Regions from separate parts of the Lactuca sativa genome. Here region 1 is linked to region 2. Evidence: chromatin contacts called from public Hi-C data. All regions are on one chromosome and are shown on one strand. The core of a region is the stretch at or near the end of the contact, and the rest is flanking DNA. Distances in the headings are between cores, read along the strand shown. Region 1 holds the start of LOC111918185 (protein RADIALIS-like 1). Region 2 holds the start of LOC111918233 (3-ketoacyl-CoA synthase 9).

Region 1 (6,691 bases), core at 3,309-5,808, 160 kb after region 2:
GAACTGTGTGCTCACCAGGTGTACTCCATCCCCCACATGGTTGTCTTAAGAACATTTCTTGCTGAGGAATCCCCTTAGCAGTAGTGTCCATCCCGATGATAGTCCTTAGACTAGGTCCCTTGTGTTAGATGTTTTAGGGACGTAAAGTGAGGATAACGAGAACGGGTAATTGGGTTTGTTTGGTTTGATAAAGTTAATAAACTTATTTATTGTGGGTTGAAAACCTTATGTGCTCACCAGGCTCCCAAGCCTGACCCACTCAGTTTCTTGTATTACAGGTAGTGGCGCATGAGCATAGATGTGATGTCTTGGGATGAGAGATTAAGGAATTTTAGGCCTGTACATACGGAATAATGTAGTAAGGCCTATGTTGTATGGTTTATGCTTATGATCTGTATCGAACATGACATCCCGAGTCTTTTTAATGAAATACATTTCTATGGAAATGCTTTTGATAAATCTTTATCATATTTTGTTTTGGGACAAATTCCGCAACACTTTTATTTAAAAATGTTACTCTGATTTTCAAACAAAGCATAAACAAAATCGGTCTTTTATGGCCGTGAAAATGGGGATGTCACATAACCCTAATGCAACACACTATATAAAGCTCATGTTTCTCCCAAAATCGGCTACACATGCATACTTGATGGCTTGGCCGATTTTTGAGTGTTATACTTTCTCTCCAAGTTTACTCCATAGCCTTTGGTGTTGTGTGAAACATTTGAGGCATCACACTTGGGGTGCTAGGCTCACAAGGTTTCAAGGAATCAAAATCAACAACAAGGTATGTTATTCTAGCTTTCATTTAAGTTAAAATGTTCCCCATGTATGCTAGATAGAATCATGAACCTTGGAAATCAACTTTGCATGAATCTTAGACAAACATAGATCCAAGGTTTATTAGGGTTGCATGTACACTTAGGAAGTGTTAGAATGCTCAAAACCCATCAATAATATAGTGTTGATCAAGATACCTGATGAAATGATCAGGAAACTAGATTGTAGTTTATCCCAAATCTTTGAAAGAACCTGATCTCTATAAGAGTCTCCAAGTGTGCTCTTATAGTTATGAATGGAAATATAAATCATGAGATTTATTTCCTTGATGGTTTTATGGTTAGAGGAACGGTGATTGTGTCCCAAATCCTTGGATGAGTATGATGATAAAACATAGTTGTAGCATCATAGAATGGGGCACATGAGTGATGAGGGTATAATAAAGAAAAAACATGGTTTGTTTGGTGGAGATGTAAATGGACAGGTTAAACTTGGTGAAGCTTGTGTTAGAGAGATGCAAAGCAGGGTGAAGTTCAGCTTGGTTCAACACTCAAGCATGGAGATTCTCGAGTATGTTCACTCGGGTTTATGGGTCCCTCTCTAGTGCAGTCTCATGGCAGCTGACAATACTTTGTAAGCTTTATCAACGACTACTCAAGGAAGGTTTGGATGTACTTTCTGAAGACAAAAAAACGAAGCTGAAGTGTTTGACAAAGCTACCCCTCCGAAACGCTCTTAATGTACATTATGGCCTAAGAAAGTTACCGTCTTTGATACTTTTGCAACTTTAATTTCATTTAACTTTTCGGGGGAAAATGACTCATGATGGTAACCAACTGTTGAGTTTGTTATCATTTGGTTTTTTTTTTTTTTGTACCCTATACACCATCAAACTAGTTGTTTGTGTACACCATAACCTTTTGACAGATTGTCACCAGTGATAGCCGGTCAAAAAGGTTATGGTGAATATAAACAAAAAGTTTGATAATATATTAGGTACAAAAAAATGGACCAAATGAAAACAAACTCAACAGTTAGTTACATTTCAGAATATTTTTCCCTATAAAGTATCTTCAAGTTATTTTTTATATTATTTTCATAGCTAATATAACATGGAATTAATGCTAGCTCACTGGTAAGCGGTTTTTCTCTAAATCAGCACCAAAGTTCAATTCTTTAAGGCATGATTTTCATTTTTTTACCAGGGTCAATATGGCAGGTATTTTTGGGCGCATTAACACCAAACCGGCCCAAGGTGCTAGATCCGAACAAAATCGGACCCACATAACTACTAGACCCAGTTATTGCCCCTTCACTTTTCATTTTTACAGTTTTAACCCACATTGTTTTCTTTTTACTGTTTTATCACAACGTTTTAAATTTTTTTAAGAATTTTGTTTACTTTTTTTAAAATTTAACCCAATTATTTACAAATTTGGTAAAAATAATTTATAGATTACAAAATGTCCACAATATCTTTTTATATTTTTTTAAACTTACTTCTTTATACCATTTTATACAACTTTGTGTAAATCTTTTTTTCCAACATTCTTTACATATTCACTCGAAAAATGTTTACAAATTTTCCTAAATAAATTTCGACTTTGATTTTTTATGTTTTTCTACTGAATAGTTTTTACTATTTTTGTTTGCATAATCTTTTACATCTTTTTTTTTCAAACTTCCTCCGAAAACACATCAAACAAATATATGAATTGGGTAAATATTAATGGAAAACAATGTTTCCAATTCATCAAATGAGAAGGTTTTCTTTATATTATGGCTCCTAACGTAGATTGTTATTGCACACATGATAAATGTAGATCTTGGTTTATGGAATTAGAAGAAGGTAAGAACTCATGCTTTTTCGCCTCTTTTTTACTCTTGCGTATTAATATTTTAATTATTTTATATTTAATGTGCAGCATCGTTTAACCAATATCACCGATGCACCACACCAATGGTTTTCAACCTTAATTAAGGCCTGAGGTTCGAAACCCAACATCCTCTTTCTTTTTAATATTTTCTACCAAGATAGTTATTATTTTTTACATAGCAACTTATTTATTGCTAAAGATTTTGTTGTTTTCTAACCATATTGTAGTATATATTTCTATTATCAATTTTTTCATAAAATGTAAAATTTTAAGATTATGATCTCTTTTATTTTTGAAAGTATTTGGCTATTTGCGTTTTGTTTTGTTTTTCTTTCTAAATCTATGTATTATATATGATCATTTATCATAATCAAACGTAGCTAACAACCATTAGGAATAACAACAAAAAGTTTATCAATCATCTATGTAACAATAATTGTCTAATATTTTTAGGGCTAGCTATTATAATTGGTAATAATATCAAAAAATCATGGAGAAATGTCTTTATATAAGATTTCTTTAGATTGTTTTTGTTAGTGTTTTTTAATATATATATATATATATATATATATATATATATATATATATATATATATATATATATATATATTTTACATATTAGGTTTTTGTTTCAAAATCCCTTTTTAAATATTTTTTACAAATTCTTTTTCATACATGCTACCTGATGCAGCGACCGTGTAGGCATCCAGTGCAAACCCTAGTTTCAAGCCAAAGGTTAGAAGCTCTCATAACCCTAACTCAAATAATAAATCTAGCAGAGGTTCTTTCATTTATATATATTTGGATTTTTTTTATAACGCATATAATAAACATATTGAATTCATTAGAGAATTGATTACAGCAAAATTGCGGAAATTGCATGGAAAAAAGAAGCATAAACCAGATCTTCGCCTGTGATTTCAGACGATATATACTGGTATTTTCACCTCAGGAAAACTATAAACGATAGAGATTTTCTGCTAGGATGTAACAGAAATCAACTTACATCAAGGAATCAATTTTATTATTGATTCCAGAATTACAATAATGTAATAGTATTGCATGGTAGTCGGAAGACGAAGATCGTTCTCCTGTTTATTGATGCTTAGCTTTACGTTTGTCTTCCTGAAAATGGAAAAAGAGATTCATGAATATAGAAGAAAAATCATCATTTTCTATAAATATTGTCTTCAGTTAATTTCTTCGCGTTTATTCCATAGCCCTATAAGTTTTGTTTTCTGAAAATTGTTATGGTTGCCACAAGGTAATATTGTTCAGAATAGATTGGGATCTTTACTATTTATTTTTTAGGCCACAATAAGTACTCTATTTTGTACTCTAGCAACTAATATTGATCATAGGTGTTACTATTAGTTATTTAGTTTTATGAATTCATATGAACTAGAACCAATGTGTAACATGGTCAAAACGGGGACATGATATATTATATTTATATATAATTAAAGAAGGTGATAGCTTGTTATTATATGTATATGGGTGATCATTATTGGTTTCGTATATATGTTACCTTAGTTATGCCCCCTAGTGGTCCTATAATTTGGAAAAGGAATTTGACCACTCTCGATGTGCTTCACATCCTCAACAAGGATTTCATAATGCCTCTTCACTTCTTCTGCAGTCTTCCCACCAACAGCTTTGGCAACATTGTGCCAACGGTCAGGGGTATTTTTGTCAAACACAGAAAGAGCCACTTCAAAGTCCTTGTTTTGCTTGGCTGTCCATGAACCCGATCCACTTGAGGACATAGAGTTAGTTGCCATGCAAATACGCTATGAAGAAAAAGGAAGAGTATGGAGTTGATGTGTGGAAAATGGTGGAAAAGTAAGATCGAGGAAGTAAATTGTGAGACTTTAGGTGTAAAGAATAAAGAACAGTACTCTAAGTCAAGCCTTAAGAAGTGGTTTGTTGCAATAGGTGGCAATGTCTTTTTATAGCTCCATAAAAGAAGGGGTGAAGTGGGGTTGTGCTAGTTGGCTTGTAAAGGTTGCCTAAAGACAAGAATTTGAAGTGACTTGTATCCTTAAGCACCACAAATGAGTAGGACAAAAGATATCCCTAGTTTGGTGGAAGAATCAATATCTTTAATTTGGAAATGTTAATGATGTAATGTTAGTGTTACATATCTTCAATATCTTTAATTAGGAAATGTTAATGATGTAATGTTAGTGTTACATATCTGCTAAACACAGCCTTGTCTGTTCGATCTATATATGTTATAGTATACTCTCTCTCTTAAAAGCTCTTTTGAAGAACATAAAATTGAACAACAATTGAACGTGTTCGTTTCACATATCAGCTAGACATGGTCTCATCTCTCTCTTTTTATATGTTAGAGTAGCCCTCAATCTCAAAGGCTCTTTTGGTAATATCTACGATAATTTTCGTAATTCTTAGAGATCCCCCAATCTCTTCCAACATATTATTAGCTACAATCTCCATGACAGCATGTGGATTAAAACCATATCAAGATCTTAAAAACAGACTTAGTATACTATTACTTGATATAGGAGATACCCCGAGCCTTTTTGTTTCTTGTTTCGTATTTGAAATCCAAGCATCAACCACATTCATGCGATTTGGTTTATTGGGATCTACTATCTAATCTTTAATTAGGCCAATTTAGTAAGTCACTGTCTTAAAAGATAAGCATATCATAGAGTAAGGTGGGTCCAGTCGCCATATATAACAAGTGACCATAAGGTGTCAAATCCCATCTTTAAGAGCCACTAGTTCACTAGAAAAGAAGTAACCTTTGAATTTATCAAAAAAAAAAAAAAAACTACATGGTTATCTTGAAGAAGTACCTTTGTCCTAAAGAAAAGTCCAATTAGTATTGTAGCTAGCCAGCTGTGTCCGTACAATGATTTATTTCACTCGCACACGAAAATGTCAACACATTTACAATTGTTAATTCTACCTTATGAACTATGAATCCCATATTCCCATTACTAATGTTTCTGTTATTGTAAATATTTGATCAAACTGTTTACGTACACACCACAAAAGATCGATTATTGATAAAGACAGTATTTGTTTTTCGTCAGAAATGAATATGTATCTTCAATGAAGTGAGCAAATGAACGATGATTAGCTTATATGGACTTTTTTCAGTTAATGACACCAGGTGATTTCTTAATATCATGCTGACAATGCATATTATATAAATGCTTTTAAGGGTAACCACAACCTTTTTTTTTTTTTTTTTTTTTTTTTAAATATGTGTTGTCTTAATCTATCTCTTTGATGTCTTAAATTTTTATTGGCTCTTACTACAGTACAAACAAAATTGTTTTTTGAGATTTGGAAGGATTTAATATTATGTAATAAAAGGTCACTGTAACCTCTAGGTACTATATACAGTTTCTCTCATTTCAATTTTTGGGAGATATATATAGGATATAAGATATATAGTAACTAAGTTTTTCTCTATTTACCAAAATAACCCGAGTTAGAAATTAACATTGTATTTTGGAGTCCATTTATTTGTCACCGAGTGACTTTATGTCATATACTAAAATTACATTTTCTAGGGAAAAAAAAGTAACATTTTCAAATAGATATTCCGGAATCCGGAATCCGGATATAAGATAGTTGTTCTTCGCATTTTTAAAGTATTTTTCAAATTTCTAAGTTGTTCTTCGATAAAAGGCAAAAAAAAATATCTTGTAACATTTAAGGTTAGTTTTAAACTAGCTTATCAGATTTAAACGCTAGAACGGAAATTAACATTTAACAATAAGAATAGACTAAACTAGTAATTAACTTAATATGTTTATATTAGCATGTAAACATGTAACGTTAGCAAATCTTTTATTCCACGGTATTAGCCGGATTTCATTACATCATGGATAATAATATTAGGCAATTAAAAAGAATGGCAAGTCCTTCTACACTCTTGCGGATAAATACAAAATTAATCTTATTATTGATTTTGATTATGTGTTGAAGATGATCACATATAGTACATTTTACTTGATTATTTTGATTTATACGATAAACTTGGTGATATCAGG
Region 2 (7,334 bases), core at 3,066-5,565:
CCGACTCACATCCGAGTCAAAAAGCACAAGAGCAGGCAAGGGTTTTACTAAGAAGGTACCTAGCAGAATCATAAACATAAGCATACTATAAAATAATCTGACGGAATAATAAATGAGAACATACTAGTAACGATGTTTGACGCCGCCTTGGCCTCCTTTGTTGTGAGCTGGAACGCATGACCTCGAGCCCTTGGGGGCTCCGTCCTGCCATGTCGTCTATCTGTGATTCTCGAAGTAGAAGTAGTCGGTGTCTGCACCGGTTTGGCAGAAAGCAAGGGACATTGGGCCTTCACATGGCCCGCCTGCTCACAATGCTATCTAATCCAGGAAATCGGTGACGGAGCCTGCTGGCAACTGTCCTTCACATAATGCCCATCCTTTCCACATTTATGGCACCTAGAAGAATATCGACAACCACCCTCACTAACCTTTCTGCACTTGCCACAAGTACGGCCCCTTTGTCCTCTAGATTGAGAATCAGCAGGCTTGAACCGCTTTGCCACAGGCTAGGATTTAATCTAAGCCTGACATTGCTCCCTCGTCTGGGTCTCTATCTTAATCTCACACCTCCTTATGGAATCATGAAGCTCAGTGAGAGTACTGTATCGCTAGGTAGACACAAATTGTCGAATATCCGTCTTGAGCATGCTCAAGTACCGAGTCATCCGGGCCTGCTCCGTAGTAGCAAACTCAGGGAGTAAGAGGCTTGGGAAGTTGTGTCACCGAAAATCGCATACCACATGACTTATTGTTTCCATCATGTGCTTGAACAATCATGTAGGTACAACTATACAACATAACATATGTGAATCGACACCTCTTTCTTTCCACTGTCTTCCATCGTTATCAAACCAATATAAATTGACTTTACTAAAAAGTAGAAAAAATTAAAGGTTAATATCATAACCATATAATAAACAACAAAGCAAAATAAGACCATATCAAGAAGGATATACTACAGATTGAGAATAGCATCATTGTCTTCTTACACAGTATTAACATCGACTTCTTCAAGCTTGACGATCGGAGCAACTTGTGCTCCGCTGTCTTTGGTGGTTTCCTCCTCTCTATGGATCATTGTTTGCCATTAAGGTTGAAGATTGTAGAAATCAAAAAATCAATTGTTTCTAGGACTATTCGTAAAAAGGAAATCGATGATTCTTAAGGCAGAATTGCAACCAGACGGGTTGGGGAAGAAGAAGAGTGTGGTGTTCTTGTGACTTCTTTTTTTCCCTATTTTTTAAATTGGTTTTTTAAATAACAATATAAAATAAATTAAAAAGCATATAATTTTTTTATATGGATGATAGACCAACCATGATGAAAATCGAAACACATGGAACTTATAAAATAAAATAATAAATAAATAAATAATTAAAGATTAACTTTATTTATAAAGATTTGTCATTATATGTTAGCTTTTTATATAAACTGTAAACTCATACTACTTGTTAGTTATCTTATTTTCAATCGAAAGATAGATACATAATAATAACTATAATTTATAATATACTTAACAATTAAATTTATACACAAAATGATATCATTTTTTCCACACGATTCTTTTGTGATTTTTATATAAAGAAAACAAAGCAACACCTAAAAATTTGTTTTTTCTAAAACCCAAAAATCAATCCATTAGTCATATATGATTTGTGTAACTGGTAACCTTTTTTCCTCTTATTTTTTTTTTTCCAGGGCCTCAAATATATTTAAAACCGTCTAGACACCAGCAACAGCGGAGCTGTGTTCCCGGCGGTATAGCAGGTGTCGACCACCGTATACTTCCCAAACGGAACCACTCTCCGTCCACCCTCATAATGTCGAACATGAGGTAGACAACGAGCTGATCATTTAGAATTTATATATCAAACACTACCGACCTAATGATTGTGGATAAGATGACAATGTTACAGCTACTTCTCAGAATATGGTAGGACAAGAGAAGTTATATCGAGAAAACGACATAAGTAGCCTTTAAGAGGGCGGTAGCTTGGTGGTATATATATGCATATAAAATATTTTGAAGAACCTGCAAGTGCAGATAGTGAATCCTATTCAACCATGTTTTAAATGGCATTGACCTCGACTAACCGTATCAGATTGCTACCACATCTTATATATCCAAAACACATTCTTGAGGCATTCGGACCATGTCTTATGTAATGAGTGACATAGAATTACTAATCGACCCAACAAAGCATTTACTGTGAGTGAAACTGTACGATTCATAAAGGAAAAGCCATATTCAATGGTAATTTCACATTCTAGCTTTGAAGTTAGCTCTTATAAATAAAATTATTAGCTTTGACACTAGTTTGATAAACACTACAAATAACTTTCTTTCATTTTCATTTCTTTGTATCACCTTTTCACGTGTACGTAAACTAAAGATTAATAGAAATATTCAAATATCACTCGAATGGGAAAGAGACTGTGTAAGTACCATCATTAGTCTATAATTTAACACGAAAGAATAAAATATATTATATATAAAATCGACGTCATGCATCTTTGACTACTGTTTAATGAACACAACAACTTCCAATATTTTCTTATAATTAAAAAAAAAAAAAAAAAAAAAAAAACAAATAGAGAATACAAGTATACAACCCTTTAAGTTCAATAAGTCCAATCATACTTACTTCAAGAGTTGGAAAAACAAGTCAAACTAGGGTATATATATATGATATTTTATAATTCTCCAACACTAAAATAATACATTTACACACATATTTCTACAGGGAATTTATGAATGCAATCGGCCCACGGGTTACTATCCGACGGGTTGACGGTTCGAATGGCTTCCCAAACGGCGCTGTTACATTTAAAACCGCTGCCGAAAGCTATTTGCCAAACACGGTTTCCTTTCTTCATACGCCCTTTAGCCTCCGTGTAAGCCAGCTCATACCAGATCGAGCTTGATGACGTGTTTCCGAACCTATACAACGTCATCCTCGACGGCTCCACGTGTTCCTCCGACAACTGCAAGTTCTTCTCCAGCTCGTCTATAACTGCCCTCCCGCCGGCATGAATACAGAAGTGATCAAACGCAAGCTTGAAGTCCGGTATGTAAGGTTTTAATCTGGAGTCTGTTAGTTTTCTTGCGATTAGGGTGCCGAAGAACAAAAGCTGCTCGCTGATCGGAAGGACGAGTGGGCCTAAAGTGGTGATGTTTGCTTTTAATGCACCACCGGCGATCGCCATCAAGTCTTTGGATAGTGAAACTCCGACTTTTCCGGCGTCGTCTTCTTCTTGGTAGACGCAGTTGAATGCGGTGTCATCAGATCCACGGTGGGTTCGTACGACGTGAAGGAGTTTGTATTTTGCACGGCGTTTATCGGTGGACTTGTTTGATAAAAGCACGGCGGCGCAACCGACTCTAAATAAACAGTTTGGGATCAGCATTGATTTTTTGTTCCCGAAGTACCAATTTTGAGTTATGTTCTCCATGCTGACGACAATTGCGTAGCTGTTACGGTGTACCTGTAGCATGTCTTTGGCCAAATCAACGGCGATCACGCCGGCGCTGCACCCCATACCACCGAGGTTAAAGGATTTAATATTTCCCCGGAGTTTGTATTTGTTGACTATTATGGAAGATAGCGACGGGGTCGGATTAAAAAGACTGCAATTCACAACCAAGATTCCAATATCTTTGGGATCAAGGTTGGTGGATTTGAACAGATTATCAAGAGCTCCAAACATAACTTGCTCCGCTTCTTCTCTAGCAGCGGCCATGGAAGGTACCGGCGGAACGCTGTGCAGCGCCGGTGGGAGATAAGTCTCTTCTCCAAGACCAGAACGTTCAAGTATCTTCCTTTGGAACTCCAGCGCTGACTCATTGAAACCTCCATGCAGTTTCGAGCGTTCCATGAACACGTCGAATTTGACTTTCAAGTTTTCCGGCGGACGGTAACATGAGTAATCAACAAGGTACACGTGTCTTGGTCGACTCATAAGGTAGACAGTGGATCCAAGAACGGCAACTCCAGATAACGCCATGACGGCGATGAAATTATACTGAAGATGAAGATACAGTTTTCCGATTTCATCAAGGTTTACCTGGGAAGCATGGACAGCGGTGATGGCGATAAGAGGGAGGAATAGGAGGGTAACAAGGTGTCTCATGAGGTAGTGGTAGCCTAATTTGACGTATTTCAGCTTAACACTATTGAGAAAGTTTGGAAGTGGGTGACTCAGTTGTTGAATCTCGACGGTGGTGGCGCTTTCAGCGGTGGACTGGTGGAGAGAAGTGGTGGCCATTAGTGGTAGTGGTTGAAAGGACTGGTTTTGTGGAGAGTTGGCGAAGAGGTGAAATACTATATATAGAGAAGGATAGTAGAAACTAGAAACGGTATGGAACAATTAACTTTGAGAAATAAAGTCGATCCAACCATCAACTGCCAAGGTCCACGTGTCGTGAATTTGAATGGTTTCTTCAATAATTGGTTATATTATTATTACTTATCCTAATGGAAAAATATAGTGTCCCTAAACTAGATTATTGTTTATTTATTTACAAGTTTTTGTTAAAGCTATTTATTTGTTATAAAAATGAATCTTACATTTTTATTCTCCTTCAAGGTACTCAATTGTATTATATAGACGGCTCTAAAAGTTATGTTGAAGGTCATTTACAAAACACACACAATTTTGGATGTTTTATAAGGATTTGACCTCTAGATCTATTGTGATCTAGTGTCTCGAGTTACACTACACCACCACTAAACTACGTACGTACGTATCATCACGATTGACATGGAAAATGTTAAACATCATATTTTATTTTTTACATGCAAGTTTTCATATTTTAACTATATAACATGTATTTATTACGTTCTATCAAACATTAGAAGAGTTTGGTTTTTATAGTTGGAACTCTAAACTATAATTCTTACTACATAATGTCATTAAGTTTTATGATTAATAACTTAGTTCAACACCTTCATCGTAATTGATTGATGGTTATCGTAACATCACAATCAATGTGGGTATATGTTTCTTAGCATGTGAACTGCAATCGAGGCTCACAAGCATCGCTTTAGATGATTTTGTAACACACGCAAAATCATGATGGCTATCATATTAAATGACATATGTTGTTATGTATTTTAAAAGACATTTACGGGTGTAGAGTGTTAGCTTAATAAAAATATTGGGTTTCATATGAACATGTATATTTTAATAGATATTTATGGTGTAGAGTGTTAGCATAATAAAAAAAAATATTGGGTTATTTTTTCATTGACCTTTTATTTATGCATAAGTTCACCATATATACCTTCCTTATTTATGTATTTATAGTTGTAATTCACTTTTTATTTCAATAATAGACCTTAGTTTTATTCCTTTGATTTTTTTTTTTTTTTTTTATCAATTTATACGCGAGGTATTAGAGCGCTATTCGATTCATGTCTGTTAATTTCATGATTGTGGAAAACTTTGTAGCATGCACACTATCATGGATCAAAATGTCCTTATTTGGTATATGTTTAGTAGATTTGGTTTCGATCTAATTTTGTTAGGTATACTTTTTGATCTCCTTTTTTTGGGTATGCTTTTCTATCTCTTGGTAATTGATTCTTGTTGTTGTTATTGTTCGACGCTGGTTTTTTCTCGTTCTTGTTACTATTTTTGTTTTGGTATTTTAGACAGATGTTTTTATTGATTATTCGCATTATGTCTCCAAAAGATCATTCATATCAATCTATTAGTAGATAACTTGATGGAAACACATGTTGGGTATTGTTACTTGTCTAATATGTAATTTGGAAGATGATAAGTTGTTAATTATTCAATGTTGTTTCACTAGTAAAAAATTGGTCTTTGGTCACGCAAAAAACTTGTCACCATAGACATTTTATGATGTATTTTTTTTCATTTAATATGAAAGGAAAAGTTCATCATTAAAGGTAAGTTATGATAACGTTTAATTGTGTTGACTATAACCCATAAAAAACCATTACTATTATACGTAAAAACCGTCATCAAAGGGTACCGATTTTTGTAGTTTTATCAATCATTTTTTTTATAACCGTCACAATAAATTACTCACTAACAAGTTGTTTTGTTTTCATGATTATTACTGACTTTTAGTGACACATAATAGATTAAAGCATGACCATTAAACTAATATTAGTCAAATGTTTTTTCATTTGACATGGTTATTGTTGACTTTTAGTGATACGTAATATATTAAACTATGACCATAAACTACTTTTAGTCATATGTTTCGTTCATTTGTCATGATTATTACTAACTTTTAGTAACACATCTTTTATTAAACTGTGACCATAAACTACAATTAGTCATATGTTTTGTCGTTTGTTATGATTACTATTGAATTTTAGTAGCACGTAATATATTAACCATTGATTATAAACTACTTTTAGTCACATGTTTTTTCGTTTGTCATAACTATTATCGACTTTTAGTGACACATAATAGATTAAATGGTGACTATTATTGACATTTGATCACACTTTTTTATTTGTCATGACTATTGTTGAACAACTTAAAATCATTTATATGTCAAATATTGTTCAGTTAACATCATGTACGTTATTATGATAAACAACTTAAATTAATAGACATACTATACAAATCATCTAATATATAAAAATGTCTAATACACCTACACACAAAATATAATAAATGTTTAACAACTAGAAACCATTTGCTGGATTACCGAGTGTTAAATTATCTCATAAAATCCATCAAATGCTATTTAAGTTGTGTTTGTCTTAGTTGTAAATTAGTGACATGTGAGAAGAAGACAAATGACTTAGAAACTACATATTTTTAACAACTTTAAACAAGTAAGAAAATACATTGCTATTATATATATTAGATCCAATACATGAGGTGTACTTATTTTCACCCATAAGGGTAAAAACGTATAACATGCGGCAATCAACAACATCCACCATGTGGGTAAATCATCAACAAATGCAAATTTGGTTCCTCTTTCAACACACCATAATTATTCATCACAAATGCAAGAATGAGATACAAATTGGTAAGATTTCTCAAAGTACAATATTAAAATAGGAAAAACTAGAAAGTAGGATACTATAAAGTACAATACACCATCATATCTAGAATACTTTTGATGTGTGTTTTTATGTATATATTTGAAATTGCTCAAGTTTTAAATTTATAAAACTAATTTTATCGCAACCTAAGTAATAAACACACTTGGCAATGTACCTAATCGTGCAATAGTATAGTTGTGGTAAAACCAGGTGTCGAACACAAGGGGAATGATAGTGAATTAATTTGGAGTTTTTTATTATAGGTTACACTAAACACACAAAAACAGTAAAGAGGGG

What was found. Hi-C and Micro-C count contacts between places; a contact is called where the count stands out from the background.
Region 1: a contact with region 2 is called in a Hi-C map of bud, with 7 times the contacts expected there. The contact joins the promoter of LOC111918185 here to the promoter of LOC111918233 in region 2. A contact is called at or near these places in 2 of 4 Hi-C or Micro-C datasets (bud and leaf).

What each region holds. Positions count from the first base shown.
Region 1 is chr9:199,349,953-199,356,643 of Lsat_Salinas_v11, forward strand. It overlaps LOC111918185 (protein RADIALIS-like 1), which reads right to left and starts at 4,559. Exons shown (of 2, transcript XM_023913843.2): 1 at 4,186-4,559; 2 at 3,539-3,782. The coding sequence starts at 4,438. The coding sequence ends at 4,187.
Region 2 is chr9:199,189,097-199,196,430 of Lsat_Salinas_v11, forward strand. It overlaps LOC111918233 (3-ketoacyl-CoA synthase 9), which reads right to left and starts at 4,316. Exons shown (of 1, transcript XM_023913903.3): 1 at 2,654-4,316. The coding sequence starts at 4,266. The coding sequence ends at 2,725.